Linked DNA regions of Rattus norvegicus: regions 2 and 3 are each linked to region 1. The links are chromatin contacts, called in public Hi-C maps. All regions are on one chromosome and are shown on one strand. The core of a region is the stretch at or near the end of the contact, and the rest is flanking DNA. Distances in the headings are between cores, read along the strand shown. Region 1 overlaps Zfpm2 (zinc finger protein, multitype 2). Region 2 overlaps Zfpm2 (zinc finger protein, multitype 2). Region 3 holds the start of Zfpm2 (zinc finger protein, multitype 2).

Evidence for each region. A called contact is a pair of places that touch in the nucleus more often than the background predicts.
Region 2: a contact with region 1 is called in a Hi-C map of the A7r5 cell line, with 2.6 times the contacts expected there. The contact joins two enhancer-like sites. A contact is called at or near these places in 2 of 12 Hi-C or Micro-C datasets (the A7r5 cell line and Schwann cells).
Region 3: a contact with region 1 is called in a Hi-C map of the A7r5 cell line, with 4 times the contacts expected there. The contact joins the promoter of Zfpm2 here to the enhancer-like site in region 1. A contact is called at or near these places in 2 of 12 Hi-C or Micro-C datasets (the A7r5 cell line and Schwann cells).

What each region holds. Positions count from the first base shown.
Region 1 is chr7:73,774,628-73,778,260 of GRCr8, reverse strand. All of the region lies in intron 3 of Zfpm2 (zinc finger protein, multitype 2), which reads right to left. Among named protein-coding and RNA genes, the nearest start is that of Zfpm2, 210 kb to the right of the region's middle. Within about 2 kb of position 1,345, at least 5 of the 93 cell types and tissues checked have an H3K27ac peak or open chromatin away from gene starts, as enhancers often do. A contact at or near this core is called in the A7r5 cell line, where this site is marked.
Region 2 is chr7:73,925,606-73,928,973 of GRCr8, reverse strand. All of the region lies in intron 5 of Zfpm2 (zinc finger protein, multitype 2), which reads right to left. Among named protein-coding and RNA genes, the nearest start is that of Zfpm2, 360 kb to the right of the region's middle. Within about 2 kb of position 1,868, at least 13 of the 93 cell types and tissues checked have an H3K27ac peak or open chromatin away from gene starts, as enhancers often do. A contact at or near this core is called in the A7r5 cell line, where this site is marked.
Region 3 is chr7:73,561,617-73,565,121 of GRCr8, reverse strand. Zfpm2 (zinc finger protein, multitype 2) reads right to left here and starts at 1,390. Exons shown (of 8, transcript NM_001130501.1): 1 at 839-1,390. The coding sequence starts at 878. It overlaps LOC108351485 (a long non-coding RNA gene), which reads left to right and starts at 1,606. Exons shown (of 4, transcript XR_010053374.1): 1 at 1,606-2,340.

The DNA of each region.
Region 1 (3,633 bases), core at 96-2,595:
CTAACAGATGGGATCTTTTTGATGTTCCATTAATGATTTGCCAAAGATGAGTCTATGTAGAGAAAAATGCCCACCCATGGTAAGAGCGGAGGGAGCGCCACACATTGTATTAAAGTGCACCATGCGGTTCTAGGGGGCAGAAGCAGATCAGTAGCTATTAGTCGATTGCAGAGAGCTCTGGATTAGCTTGTAATCACACTGCAAAGACAGCAGAACAGTGGCAGTGAAGAAGAAACAGCGTCTCGTAGAGGCCACATTTGCTGCCCGAAAACTCTGTAAAAAAATACTGGCATTTTCTAAAACTCCACAACAATTCAAACCACTGTGTTTCTCAAGAATGCAAACCACTTCCTTGGGCTAAGGCTCCTAGAGAGTTATAGGAAGGTGTCAATGCGCATCATTGTTTAGGGAGCAAATTACCTAAGTGCTCTGAAATGCTGTGTGCTTTACAAACTTGGGTAATTTTTACTGTAATACTTTGAATGACCTCACGAACTAAATCTGAAGCAAGGTTCTGTGGGAAGGTCCCCTGAAAACGACCACTTGTAATTATCATCTTTCGGAAAAGGGGAAGAGATATAATATGGGTACAGAAAATAATATTGCTCATAATCTAGACCAGTGGTTCACCCTCCTAGTGCTGCAACAATAGTTCCCCACGTTGTGGTGAGCCCCAACCATAAAATCATTTTTGCTGTTATTTTGTAACCGTAACTTTGTGATTTGTATGAATTATAATGTAAATATCTACTATGAGGGATATCTAATATGTTCCTTCTCTGAAAGGGCTTGTTTGACCCCCTCCCTAAAAAAACCATGGCCCACAGGTTGAAAACTGCTGATCTAGATTAACAACTGTAGGCGCTTTTATAAACACCGTGATGTAAAATTACCTACATGTTTCAACTTCATGTCTAAAGTATATATGGGGGGGAGGAGAATCATCTTACCTTGCTCTCCCCTCTATGGTCTCTATGCACATGAACGAAGACATGGATAAAACACTCATGGCAGGTATCTGGAAACATGTGCTTGGTGTGCCTCACTCTGGGCCCACAGAAGAAAAGTGAATGGAAATAGGAGCTGCTGTCTTTTGAGCCCTTTTAGTTGCTGGAAAGGAGGCAACAGGCCTTTGCTCAGAAATCTGCTACAGTTGGCTTCCCTGCTGCCAGAAACCTGTTCTGACCTTCTGGACAACACTCCATGTCACTGCCTGACCTAATACCACTTCCTGTTCTGAATCTTGAGAAATAGTTGTAGGTTATCTTTGGGAGCTCTATGCTTAAGGGGAATCATTGTGCAAGTAAAGCAGGCTTGGCTGGTAGACACAGGAAGCAGTCATTGGGAGCACCAGTCTCAGAGAAGCCACAGTGGGGATACAGGAGTCTGGACTTCCCAGGGCTGCTAACAGAAGCCTGACTTCTCCAGGAGAAACTCCAAAGGAAACTTTGGAGAGAAATCAGTCATAGATTCTGTCTGATGTAAAGCGAGAAAGGAAGACTTTTTAAGCAGCCCTTAAGTCAACAAGCTTGACTGATGATTCATGACTGTAAACTTTAGTCCCCCTTATTTCTTTGTTTAGTTACCATGTAATCTGTCAAAAAAACCCATGCTTTCTCCTAGGCTACTGCCATCAGTTTCTACTTCGTTACTTCACTTACATAGGACTTGATACAAATTTCAGATGATTTTTAATGAAAAAAAATGTCCTCTGTGTTGATTTGCTGAACACTGTTTTGCTGGTAGCCAATAGTAACCCAAGATCTAGTAGGTCTTCAACCTTGCAGCATGGTTTAGATGAAGTTGAGAAGGACACCGACAACCTTGGGTAGATAAACATCCCTAGGCACCAACTGAAATGTGGTGAGCACTGCCTGGAAGGAAAGGTCAGGGTGAGGAATAGAAGTGCGACCTGTCTGATCGCAACATTACAAAACCAAAGGGGATTAGACAGATGAGCAAATGACATGAGGAATCTATTGAAAGCTTTTAGCCTAGTTGGAGCAAATAGTAACCTAATGTGATGTTCTTTCAGTCAGCCATGAGAAGTAGAGATATCCACTCAGAGAGGTATTCTACTGAAGAATTTTAGATTTTGAATTAGAGAACATTTTGATTCAGTAACAAATTTAACTAAATTATTAGTTTAAAGGGTCTACAACTTATAAAATACTAAAAATATAACATGCAACTAAATAATATTGACCCCATGAGTTCACAATCCAAGCCTAACACCATTGCCAGAATATTATATAGACTGTAATGGACTGTGAATCCTTGCATGGATCTTGGGAGCATCACTTCTACACGTAAAAAGTACTAAAGCGTAATACTATCAATCAGGTTTTGTCAACATGTGGTATCGCTGGAAAACACATTATGTATTTATTTGGTTAGACAATCCCTTAGTCCCAGGATTATATGATTCATAAAGCATCATACTGACAAAAAGATACTTATTTCCAAAGTTTGAGCATGGAATTGTTAAAAACTATTCTTAGTTTCATACAGTACTTCTAAAAATTAAAACTCTATTGGCAAGATTATATATATATATATATATATATATATATATTAAAATCACATAAAAATGACGAGAAAATTGGGATAAAGACAGGCTCCTTCATGCTACTTTTGGGTGTTGATAGTAAGACTTACCGGGACTTAAAGGCCCCACGGTCCAATATATTTCTTAAAAACAATGATCATCTTTGTTCTGTGTGAATCTTCCATCATCCACTGCTCATTTACCACTGTCTAATCAGCCTTCCCAGACTCACTCCACCTCTGTATCAAAAGTCCACAGGTGGGGCCATTCTACTCTATTATCATCTATATTATTTTTCATTGGTTTTCTCTGTTATAATGGGGATTCCAGATACCTCTACAGTGTTTAGTATTTGGTAGGGTTATAGGTAGTACACAGGCATTATGATACATTTTTATAATCATATTTTTAGGACATTATTCAAACCAAGTTAAATTTGAAGTGATAAAATTAGTGTTATTCTGGATTCCAACCCTGGCCTTCCAACTCTCTCATGTTTCATTATTTTCCTTAAAAATTATTGAAAGCTAGGAAGTGAGCTCAGGCTCATGTAAGCCCTTAGAATGATCCAATATAAAATCAGTCGCCACATCATTTGGAAGGCAGAATGTTTGTGCCTAAAAGACAGTCCATAGACAAATTGATAGGAACAGCTAAAAGTAAACCATGGGAAAGTATTGCAGGAGAGAGAGTGGGAGACTTGTGTGAATATCAGGAGTTCACAATAAAAACTTTCACATCCTTGTTCCAAAATTTCAAGAAAGAAGCACAGCATTCAAGTAATGAAGTTCCACACCAAAGTGTATTCTTTAGAGAAAAGATTTACTCTGTCTGTTTGCCTGTCTGTATTCTGTATTTCTCCGTCTCTGTCTCTGTCTCTGTCTCTGTCTCTGTCTCTGTCTCTGTCTCTGTCTCTCTCTCTCTCTCTCTCTCTCTCTCTCTCTGTAGCTTGGTCTGTCCTAGAACTCACTATGTATCCCAGGTTAGCCACAACTCAGGGCAATCCTCCTACCTCAGCCTCTCAGAGCAATGGATTTACAGAAAACCAATAAGTTATTTAATAAGCTAACTAAACCTCGGTGATT
Region 2 (3,368 bases), core at 619-3,118, 150 kb before region 1:
ACTATGCCATTCAGGTATGAAAAAAAATATCCAAACCAGCATGGAGTTGTGCTTCTCTACATTCACTTATACTCTGATATCATATACTAATCATGCACATTTTTTCTGTAATAAATACTTTATGATTCAATCGGTATTTCTCTGGGGATCAGCAGCTGCTCATGATGCAGGAAGCTTTGACTTCAATGTAAACAACCATAAAACCTAGTGTTCAGGAATAGAGGAATCAGAAGTTCAAAGCCAGCCTTTGCTACCATGCAAGATGGTAGATAGTTTGAGTAATGTGTCACCATGTCTCGAGAGAAAACAGAAAAGAAAAACAACCAAATGAAACAAAACCAGAAATACCACTGAGGCCTAAGAACATCATTCCACTTAATTTAACAGTTATCCGACAAGGATTGGTTAAGTATCTACCCAAGGTCAGTATTATGGAGTCTGTGGAAAGCACTGTCATGGTTTCTAATGTAAAGGACTGAGTAACCTATTAGTGGAGTTGAAATAAACGGAAACAGGGGAGGGGGACGCAGATCATGTAAGACGAGTATTAGATGCAATGACCACACAGCTCTTATCAGAGAACATGGAAGTGACTGAGCCCAGGGATGGTGAACACAGCCTGATACAAAAGGTTAAGCATTTGATTTTTGTCATGAAGGGAGGCTGTGAAATAAACACTCGGAGAAGAAAGAGCTGTTACCCATTCTGATTCATCTCTTTGCTTTTCTCTGACTCAGTGGTTCCATTTGGGTTAATACGATCCTCGAAGCTCCCAGCAGATTCTTATCTGGACAGTTTTGTAATAACTGCTGACCTATCAGTGGGGAATATTGAGAGACATGCGTGGAGTATAATTTTTCAGCAGCCACGGGGCAGGTGATGCTGGAAAGGCAGCTCTCTTTTAAATGTATCAGCACTTCCTAGTCTGCGGCGCATAAAAGCTGCTCGCAGTTTGTATCCGTGCCAGGAAGATGAAGGCAATGCCTGTTCCACACACCAGTGGTGAGATGTGTGATTTCACCCTTGGAGAATGTGACAGAGTAATCGACTTTGATGATTAATCCATTGTAACAGGAGGCCCAGCATTGGTGGAGATGAATTTGCTGCCTTAAGTGACTCCCCTGTTGTGCGGCATTCTTTAAAATTCTTAGGGAGTTGATGCACTGTGAGAGGGAATGAGGCTGCAGACCTTGGGAAGTCACTCGGATTCTTTTCGACTTGTGCAAGAGCACACGAGGCGGCTGCATGTTTTCTTTGGGCGTCCGGATTTGACTAAATCAAGGGGATCTTAGAGAATACATCCCTTCTGGGAAATTCTTGATAATAAGAACACATGATCTCACACAAGCTTTAGAAGACTTCCTGTAAATCATGGGAAGTATGTTAGAGAGTCTCTCTGGGGCACTCATTCCATGTTCACACACCTGATCCAGGATTATCACATGTAGTATATGAACCACATGTACTAACATATCATGTGTGACACATCACATGTGTATGTATACTTATTCACATGTATGCATGTTACTAAAAGTCACATAAACAGATGAACACATGCTACATGTTACTTATAAGTCAAACAAAGAGAAATCACTTTGCTAGTACCCGTTGTCCACTGTCCTCCAAATGAATATGACTTCAGATTAGGAAAAACTCTGTCTTTGAGAGAAAAGATGATAATATTATATTTATAATTTATTAAAATATATATTATATTAGAGGCTACATATATCTCAAGTGGCCTGAATAGGAAATTGTAGGCTTCTTGGCCCAAGCCCCAGAAATTCTGACTCAGGAGGTCTGGATCAAGGTCTGAGAAATCCACAGCACTTACTCCCAGCACAGGAATCCGAAGCTGATTGAAAACCACAGTTTGACATTTGTCATTGACTAAGTCAGATGTAGACTGGGATTTAGTTCTATTACTCCGTGATACTGTTAAGCAAAGCCATTAAAGTCTATAAACTTTAGTTTCAATGCCAGCCTAATGAATGTTTACCATCTGACTCCACAAAAAGACATATGAATGAGAATGTATAGATACATACATAAAGACATATAAGGGCTTGCTGATATATCTGTATAAATCAAATGTAGTACATAACACAAACCGAACAATAAAATGTATTATTGTCTCTCAACATAGCAAGATAGAACGCATTCTCTGGCCTGTGAGCAATTTTGTTTCCACAGTCAGTCTAAGTTGTAGATGGCAGACAGATGTTGTTTTAATATGACACCTTGTTTTGGTGTCCTAGCAAACTAAAGTGAAACACCAAAGACATATATCAGAACTCAATGTCTTCCTTAGGGATACGAGCAGTGACTTCATATGTGCACATGCGCACGGTGTGTGCGTGTGCGCGTGCCTGTGCGTGTGTGTGCGTGTGCGTGTGTGTGTGCGTGTGTGTATTTACTATACTGACATAATGGTTTCAAACAACCTCAAAATGTTCGCTCGCTTTGCTGGGGATGTGGACTGGGAGGCCCCTATCTTCACTGCAACCTAGCTTCCCTCTTAATGATGCAGAAACCAAGACACAGAGAAGTTACAAAAAGCCACACGACGATCCACCTGGGAAGATGGATATCAATGCTTGTGGGTGTCATAAGTTCTGGGTTGGTTTGAAAAGTGGTTTCAAAACATCCACACACGTACAGACATAAATGTTTACAAATGCACACGCAAACACATGCACCCTGCCTCGTGTTTTCAAGCTTTATGAGTTTTTAGGCTATGGCGTGGTTCCAGGGCTGAACTTAAACTATATTTCCTAGGAAGTTTTGAAAGAGTAGAACTGATCACCCCCTCCTCCCTGAATGTCTTTCCTTTTGAACATAGAAAGTGGTTCTGTTTTCCTTTCATGAATATTAAAAAGAAATTGCTTTTCCTAACCCACTTTTGAATTAAGCACATGCTTGACTTGATTTGTCAGATGTAGCATGGGCAGAAGTTATATATTCATTAATAGCCAGCAGGCATTTATCCACATCCTAGCTTCCTAGCACAATGATCAGAGAAGCCTGTGCTGGGCTCTACACCTCAGGATTCCTCAATGAAGACAACAGACAGCACTTCCCCGATGACCACATTAGGTGCCATATATAATTGCAAGGCAAAACTTTTGTTCCAGACCCATGAGTTAAATCTAATTTAGTCTATGAAAAACACCACACTCACCCCAACATAAATGGATGGTTCATTTGAAAAACAAAACTTCAAACTGGGTAACGGTTACAGACATTTTCCATCCATGTAGCAATTCTACATCACTCCACTCATACTTGCTAGGAATATATGCGACCTCACCAAAATTAAACAGATTTAATATAGACAGTCGCAAGTTCCTATAACAGATAAGACATGT
Region 3 (3,505 bases), core at 141-2,640, 210 kb after region 1:
TCTGGTCCTACAAGTCCCTCTAGGCACCCCAGGGACCCGCACCCAGGGACCCAGGGGTGGGGTGGGGGTAGGGGGTTAGGAACCGTACCAGAGTGTGCGAGCTACCTTGAACTCAAATCCTGTGAGCCCAGAAGCGAAGGAGGCCCCTCCCAGTGGGGACTGCGCCTGGACCAGTGGCAAACTGAAGCCCGCCTTACACAGCGTCCAGGCAGCGTGAGTGGGACCCACCCGAAGCCCCTGGGTGCAGCCCAACACCGCAGCAGACAGGGAGGGGGTGCGCGGCTGCCTCCAGCAGAGGCGCGAACTTTTACACCTACTTTTTGTTTCACTTCGGGTTTGGCGAGGCTTGTGGTACCGCCCAGGACTGGGTCCCCAGACACTGATTTTCCACCGAACTGGGGAATTTACTTCCCTAGCCCCGTGGCCTCCACCAGCTCTGAGAACTTTCATCCCGGGTTACCAAGACCAGCTCCCAAGAGTGGTAGGCCATCCGTCTGGACAACAACAAGGACAACAATCGTACTAAGCTCTGCGGGAGGGGATTGTCCTGTTAGGCTCCAGCAGAAAAGAGGCTACGATTGCAGCAACCCGGAGTTGAAATTAAGGAGAAACCAGGGAGCGCGAAGGCTGGAGAAACACACCAGGCTGAGGCTGCCTGGCGCTCCAACTGTCTGTGCATCTATCTGAGGCCGTCTGGTTGTCCCTCAGTGCTCTCAAAGTTTGACAAATCACAAGGACCAGGAGCGGATCGCCCCGAGCGTTTCCCATCCTTCCCGCCGCGTGCGCCCCTCTCCCAGGAACCGATCTCACCAACTCCCGGTCCCGCGCGCAAACTTACGTTTGATCTGCCGGGGTTTACTCTGCTTTCGCCGGGACATCTCGGCCGCGGCCGCTGCCGCTGGGGTTCCTGCGGTGTCCGCGGTCCCTGCTACCGTTCCCTGGGTTGTCGCTGCCTCTGCCTCTGGCCAGGCTCGGGCCGCCGCCGGCCGGACTCCAGGTGCTCCGTGCGCGCGGGATCCCGGAGCTAGGCTCCTCCGGGAGCCGCGGATCCACGTTTGGAGATGAGCAAGCAAATGAGAGGCCGAGCGAAGGGCCAGAGAGAGTGTGACAGAGAAGAGGGGAGGGGGCGACGGGGAGAGCGATGGGGCTTTTGGGGGGAGGATGGGAATCTAGGAGCGATCGGCCAGGCAGAGAGAAAAGGGGAAGAAGGGGGTGGTGGGGTAAGAGAAGGAAGAGAAGGAGGGAGGGAAGGAGAGCGCGCAGGGGGACCGGGGCTGCGAGGGGCGGAGGGTGCAGGAGGAGGCGCGCACTCGCTCCCCGTGTCCCCGGCTGCCGGGCAGAGACTCAGGCGCCGCCGCTGCCGCTCCGGGCCGCGCCGCGCTCGCACTGCTGCGGGAGGTGGCGAGGCGCGCGAGGGAGGGGCGCGCCCGGGCAGTGGGGAGGGGAGACTATGCCATCAGCGAAAGGAGGATTGGCTGCATCCAAAGCCAGTCCGGATGCAAACTCACAGCCCGGCCTCGGTCGCGTGGAGTGCAAGGGGATCGCGGCGTGGGTGGGAGTTGAAGGGGTTGATGGGGGGGGGGAGACGTGAGGTTTGGAGGGGGGGCCACCTTCTGCATTTGTCACCGCGTCAATGCTGGACAGCTGCCAGGCCACCCTTCCCCCGCTCCCCTTCCAGCAACTTCTTCCAACAGCCTCTTCCAACGGACCCTCTAACTCTCCTCCCTAGTGCCTCGCCCATCTAGCAGGGCACAAAGAAATCTCAGTCTCCTTCCATAAACTTTGTGCTTCCAGTTACTGCTCCCCTCCTGGAGCCCCTGCCCTCCGCCCTTACAGTTTCTTGGCAGGAAGGTTAGGCCACTGGCAAAGTCCCCGGCGAAAGCCAGCTGATCACAAATGCCAACTGTGTGTCTTGGGGCCCGTTAAGTCCTCTCATCTGCCCAGGCTCTCAGGAGACCATTTCATCGCTGTCAGAGTTCCCAGGAGACTGCTGCGGACGCGGACCATCCCCCACTAGGCCCACCAGAGTGGGGTGATGAGCTGCGCTCCAAATGTTTTTCTGCATCTTGCATGAGTTTCCATTTGAAATAGTAAAAGCCCCGGAATCGGGGTCAGGCAGATATTTTCCTCACATCCAAAAGGACGAAGGTTAGCTGGATGATTCGCTGTAGGTAGGAAGGGAACTATCATCTCTAATAGGAAATGCTAACTTTGTACGAAGTCGTGTGGAAGTTCTGCAGCTCCACCCTGCCCCTGTGACCTCCCATTCTCCTAGCTCTGCCAAAGGGAAGCACCATGGAGCTAATAAAAGGTTTGATCTTGTCCTAAATTTTCAAACAGGTAAGACCCAACGACTATTTCCTGGTTTTTTGGTTTATTGAATTCTGTTCCTTTCATATTTATTCAATGTATGTTTAAGGTTTGAGAAATGGTAAGGCACAAGAGACCATTATTTTGAGGTGATTCATAGCATTATTTTGTTAAATTAAGGTGAGAAAAGTTAGCTTAGTTTCCCACAGATTTGTATAGAGTGAGTACAAAATGCAGTTCTTTTAGTTGTTCTGGAAGGGATGGGAACTGTTGAACCAGCTACTTTATGTAATCATTTTTTTTTTTTTACTAATAAACTCCCATGAAGTTGATATGGGTTCCCTAGATGCTGCCAATGCTTTCCCAAGGAGGCTATGAACTTGTCCACTCTGACCTGAAATTGTATCACCTTTCTTTGGTTGACTAGCATCCGTTTGAGCTTCACCAAATGATGCTCTAAAAGGGTCTGGGCTGATTGAGCACAATGGAGGATTGCAGGATGCTCCATGTGCAAAAGGCACTCTACTCGGTGTTGTTAATTACTCCATCAGGTCATCTTTTTAAAGGTGTAAAGAGTATGAAAGGTATGGCTGGGCAAATCTTAACACAAGGCTGAAGACCAATTGTGTCTTTTCTTACATCCCATTAGCTGTATGACCATAAGAGGTTATAACTGTACAGTACATGGTCCTTGGCAATGAAAAAGGCAGTAAATGACCAAGTCCCTGTCTGGAAGAGCCAAAAAATTATGATCCTAAGTGCCATGAAAAGCAAGGTTATTTGTATTTGTACGGAGTGAGGGGTGCTAAAAAAAAAAAAACAAAACAAAACAGAGACTACAGCTTTTTACCTCCTTCATTCCCAAATCATTACAGTTGAATTGGCATGCACAGAATCTTAGAATTGGATTTATTGTACACCACAGTCTTCATAGACCTTTCACAGAATCGGCTGACTTATATCACCCAAAAGGAATGTCCACTGGAATTAAAATAATACAGCAATTAGTGTTTCTTTTGGCAGCTGAAATGGTTAAATATGCAAAGCAAAAGCGATACGAATAAATCGGAGCTCAATATTCAGTTTAAGAGCTGAAAGGAATAAAACTCAGGATATTTAAGGCGAGATTGATAAGGTAACCAGAGTACATTGTTATAAATAGTATACTAGGTTCTCTGAATGCAGAAATGTGTAT